Linked DNA regions of Xenopus tropicalis: region 1 is linked to region 2. The links are chromatin contacts, called in public Hi-C maps. All regions are on one chromosome and are shown on one strand. Each heading gives the region's core, a stretch centred on a gene start, on an enhancer-like site or on the middle of the called end of the contact. The rest is flanking DNA. Distances are from core to core; before and after follow the strand shown. Region 1 holds the start of fkbp11 (peptidyl-prolyl cis-trans isomerase FKBP11). Region 2 has its middle 4.8 kb from the start of ddx23.

What was found. A called contact is a pair of places that touch in the nucleus more often than the background predicts.
Region 1: a Hi-C map of gastrula embryo shows a contact between it and region 2, with 1.8 times the contacts expected there. The contact joins the promoter of fkbp11 here to the enhancer-like site in region 2. A contact is called at or near these places in 2 of 5 Hi-C or Micro-C datasets (gastrula embryo and neurula embryo).

The regions. Positions count from the first base shown.
Region 1 is chr2:136,121,308-136,124,007 of UCB_Xtro_10.0, reverse strand. It overlaps fkbp11 (peptidyl-prolyl cis-trans isomerase FKBP11), which reads left to right and starts at 1,251. Exons shown (of 6, transcript XM_004921446.4): 1 at 1,251-1,410. The coding sequence starts at 1,303.
Region 2 is chr2:136,007,360-136,010,059 of UCB_Xtro_10.0, reverse strand. No RefSeq gene overlaps it. Among named protein-coding and RNA genes, the nearest start is that of ddx23, 4.8 kb to the right of the region's middle. Within about 2 kb of position 1,444, at least 4 of the 11 cell types and tissues checked have an H3K27ac peak or open chromatin away from gene starts, as enhancers often do. A contact at or near this core is called in gastrula embryo and neurula embryo, where this site is marked.

The DNA.
Region 1 (2,700 bases), core at 2-2,501, 110 kb before region 2:
GGAAATATATCCAATTGTTTGGCGACCTTACCAAACATGTATGGCTTAACATGATCTTCTACAGGGCCATTCCTGACATGAGGCAAAGTGAGAACCTTGCCTAAAGGTCCCCATACATGGGCCGATAGAAGCTGCCAATATCGGTCCCTTGGACCGACTCGGCAGCTTATCGGCCCGTGTAGGGGCAGAAACAATCGGACTGGCCGACCGATATCTGGCCTGAAATTGGCCAGATATCGGTCGGCCAGGTTAGAAAATCCCGTCGGATCGGGGACCGCATCGGCTCGTTGATGCGGTCCCCGAACCGACTGCCCCATTGCCGCTTGCAGAATTTGATCGAATTCACCGACATGCCTCCCTGATATGGCCACCCATAGGTGGGGATATCGGATGAAGATCCGCTCGCTTGGCGACATCTCCAAGTGAGCGGATCTGCCTGTGTATGGCCACCTTTAGGCAGCAGGGAGCAGCCAGTTACCGGAGGCGGCAAAAATGAAAATTCAGCTCTGGTAGTGCAGAGAGTGCAATAGCCCTTGTGGCACAGCTGGGCCAGAACCAATCCTTGCTGGGTGTTCCAGGGCCTGCAGGTCCTCCTCACCCAACACACCTGAGTCTGGGCACTTGAGGGTTGAGAGGACAGTAGGGGCTCAGGGGGGTGTAGGGACCATGGTGGGGGTCCCTTGGTGGAGTGTGGGGCCCCTGCAGCCCCAAAGGGCCCTGCACCCCCCAGTCCGACCCTGTCGATATTGGATATTTCATTGTAAGACAATTAAGATCTGAAGTGCACTGCCAGTTTAGGGACATGGCTGTAAATGTTCAGTCTAGTTAGTAGGCAGAGCCCATACCCAGGGATACAAGGAAGTAATAATCGCGACACCTGATGTCTCCGCTAAGTAGTATGGGCTTGTTATTCTGATTGCTGCTATGGGCGATAAGGACAGGTAGAGAAAGCAGACTACAGCGAGCGGCTCCACATAATCCGCATGCCAAGCCTGGATCCCTGCCCATTATAGATGCGGTTATGTGTCTGCGCCATCATTCCTATGTAACAGCGCACTGCGACTCCGCACTGTTACATCCGAACGCACTGAGCGCCTTGTGTGGCACCGAGCTCTCGCTAACACGGCCCAGGTAGTAAAGTGCAGCTATGGGGGGCGGGGCATTCGAGTGGAAGGGCGGAGCATTCGGGTGGGCGGGCTAGCGTGGGCGGTGCTGGGAATGCCGGCTCCCTCCCTCCGCGTCTCATTGCCACGCTCCCTATGTGCTGGCTCTCTCTCTCTCTTGTGTTGGGCAGCTGTCACCATGTTCTGGGGGTTTGTGCTCCTCCTGCTCCTCACGCCTCCAACACTCAGGGCAGAAACCCCGGAGGAAGAGAGTGAGAATGTCACTGAGCTTGTGGTTGAGACCGTGGTGAGTACAGCCTATGGGTGGCACTGGCTTCTGCGGACCTGCCTTCCCCAGGTGCAATAACATCTCCATTCCGAGAGCTGATGCGCCAGCACGTCAGTCCCATGTCAACCCGCTCCGGCAGCTGTGTGCCCCTGACATACCGCCCTACTCCATCCCATTCATGGCACATCACCTTCGCCCTGTACAGACCCTACTGTACCCCCTTACTGTACCCCCTCACTGCTCTGCTGCCCAGCATGGTTCTGCCGGTGTAGCTTGCGATGTGCCAGTCACATGTCCGCTATGCGCTGCAGGTAGAAAAGTTTCCAGCTGGGACAGTGGCTGCGCCTGCCATTGGGCGCCCCCCATGCAACTTCTCCTCCCCTCCTTCTCAATGACTTTTTCCTTTACTGCTCTTTGCACTCGCCCTGACGGATCAATTGATGCCATTAAATAAATGCCCCCGCAGCCCTGCTGTGAATTCCTCCCTCTCTCAGATCTCTCCCAGCTCCCATTGATTCCTCCTCCCTGTCCCAATTGCATTGCTTATCTGTAGCGGGTCTATGTGCTGCTGCAGTCACTGAGCTCACTGTATATACTCTCTACGTGTCCCCCAGAGGATGGTGCCCCCTCCCAATTCTCTATGTACACATGGCTCCATCCCATTCCTCTCTGTGGTTAGTGCCTCCATTCCCTTCTCTCTGTGATCCTCAGCTTCTTCCCATAGGAACATTGCCCCAGCACTTTCCCTTACACCCCCATTCCTCTTTGTGATCCTTGTGTTTCCATTCTCCCTTTGAAAATAGGTGCTGCCAGTTCCCATCACAAGCACTTACATTCCATATGCATTTCCCTTTCATCAGCTCCCATCTCCCCTGCACATATTCGCCTCTCATTATCCCCAGTGCCTATCACTTCATTTCTGATTCTTCCTTTCATCTGCTGCTATTCCGCCGCTTGCTTTTTTCTCCCAGTTACACTCAGAACCCCCACCCATTCGTTCTTACCTCTCTTTCCTACCCCCCAAACGGGCTTATTCGCATTCCTTCCCACTCCCCCAGCACCAGCCTGTCTCCATGCACCCCATTTCATGGAACCCCACAACCGTAACATCATTATTCCTGCCTGCACCCCCAGCTGTTGCACTTCTACTGTTGTTTTTCTGTTCGCATTACCCATATGGCACATCTGTATCCCAGTAACCCTTCCTTGGGACTGTGGGCACTACCCATATGGCACATCTGTATCCCAGTAACCCTTCCTTGGGACTGTGGGCACTACCCATATGGCACATCTGTATCCCAGTAACCC
Region 2 (2,700 bases), core at 195-2,694:
CTCAGTGTGTATTCACCCAAAGTATTTTATTAAGCGTTCTTCAAGACTTTTAGCTGCTTGATAGAAGCTTGGGGTTGTGCTTACCATTGGAATCCAGAGATGAAGCAGTCATTCTCAGCAAGCGCAGGCTCCTTCCTCCAAACACTTTCCATTTTTTAAGCCAATTTCCTGGCCTACAACATAAAGTCAATAGTTGCTCTTCCAACCTCAGCACATAACCATTACAGCTTTTAGGTAAAAGCCTGCCATCAGAAGTACACCTGTAAGAGCCTGTTTATGCTGGGATTCAAAAACCATTATGAGGGCAATGACACATGGAGCTCTTACTTAAATTGTACACATTACTATGGGGCACATTTACTAATCCAAGAATCCGAATGGGAAAAATTCGGATTGGAAACGAACATTTTGCAATTTTTTCGTAGCCATTACGACTTGCTCGTAAATTGTTGCGATTTTTTCGTAGCTGTTACGACTTGCTCGTAAATTGTCGCAACTTTTTTGTAGCCATTACGACTTGCTCGTAAATTGTCGCAACTTTTTCGTAGCCATTACGACTTGCTCGTAAATTGTCGCGACTTTTTCGTATTGAGCGCTCGTAAACGGCGGGCAAACCTTTGCGACTTTGCATGATTTTGGAAGCCTCCCATAGGACTCAATGGCACTCTGCAGCTCCAACATGGCCCAAGGAAAGTCACGATACTGAAGCTTGAATGAATCCAAAACTTTCGTACTCGGCGCGGCGGCTACGAAAAAGTCGCAACAATTTACGAGCAAATCGTAATGGCTATGAAAAAGTCGCATCAATTTACGAGCAAGTCGTAATGGCTACGAAAAAGTCGCGACAATTTACGAGCAAGTCGTAATGGCTACGAAAAAGTCTCGACAATTTACGAAAAAAATCGCAAAATACAGATCATTACGAAAAAAACGCATTCGGACGCTTTTCGGACGTTCGTGGATTAGTAAATGTGCCCCTAAGGCTACAATTAAAGTTAATTTGAACATAATTTATCAGTTATTAAGAACCATTGTGAGATCTTCAATAAGGGGCATATTTATTAACACTGGAGACAAACATCACTGGTGATGTTGCCCATAGCAACCAATCAGCAATTAGATTTAAACAGTTACCTACAAGTTAGAAAACAAATGCAAAGGTCTGATTGGTTGCTATGGGCAACATTACTAGTGATGTTTGTCTCCAGTGTTAATAAATACACCTCTGTATGTATCAAAGATTCCAGTTTTGGAAGTTCCAAGAACATGTTTCATTACCAGGAACCATAGAATCCAGAAGAGAACAGCTATTTGCTTGAGAGTTTTCTCACACTTCATTGAATCTCTCCTGCTGAGCATGCATTCTCTAACAATGAGTGATTTATCCAACTATTAGGGCTAAAGAATGGAGAGCAGACACATTAGGGGGTCTGTAGTGTGCTAATGCCCTTCTTGTTTCCCAGCTGAATCTGCTTCTGTCTCCGCAAATAGTCTTTATTAGCATTTCCAACTTCAAAAGCCAAAGTGATCTAGCAACATCTGAATGACTAGGAATTCAGTTAGCACTGCACAAATACAGTCAGTGATTAGTTTGTTTCTAATTGTGGGCGCAACCTGGGACTGGTATCGCTGCCAGAATAGCATTCTCTGCGCCAGAATCTGAACAGAAGGTCAAATATGGGACTTGATAATATCCAAATCCATTGCTGGGAGTCAATGAATAATCAAAAGAGAGCCAGCAGAGCTTGACCATATGGCTGCAAGCATTTCCCAAGAAACACAAATCTGCCACAACTGGGCACATAGCAGCCTATTACACTCACCCCACCCAAAGTTTCATCTGTACTTTACATTATAAAATCTTGTGAACAGGGCTCTCTAATCCTAGTTTTATTCTGTAACCCTTGTTTGTTACACTGTAAATTATTATATGAACACTCTTTGTTAATACAGCACAACTTGCTGATCCTATCTATAAATGGTGATGACAACTTATATTGCAAAAGTGCCCAGTGGTTTTTGTATATAGCACACGAGCGCTTACTTCGGATAGGATTTCTGTACATTGGGATGTATGTGTATAATGCTACTTGTGTATGAAGCATTAATATACATTAATAGTACAGAGAGGTGAAGCAGACTACAATATATATAAAAATATATATTCTTTTTGATTGCAGAGATGCCTAAGAAAAATCTTTTTGAGTTGTGTGATATTTCCATTGGGTTCTATTCAATGCATTTACTAAACAACTTCAGTTATAGGGGTGGTTAACCTTTTAGATAACTTTTATTCTAAGCAGCTTTTCAACTGGTCTTCATTTTTTCTTTTTTATACTTTTTTAATTATTTGCCTTCCTTTGCCTCTTTCCAGCTTTCAAATTGGGGTTACTAACCCCAGTATTGCTCTGTGAGGCTACAATTTTATTGTTACTGTTACTTTTCATTACTTACTTTCTATTCTACTTTTAATATTCCCGTCTTTCATTCAAATCAAAGCCTGGTTGCTACGGTAATTTGGACCCCAGAAACCAGATAGCTGCTGAAATTCCAAACTGGAGACTGGATACATAAAAAGTTAAATAATTCAAAAACCCAGGGTCGAACTGGGCCGGCGGTCCACTGGGAAAAAAAATGGTGGGCCCTGTACCCTCCAGTCCAACACTGCAAAAACCACATATATCATAAAAAGAAGACCAA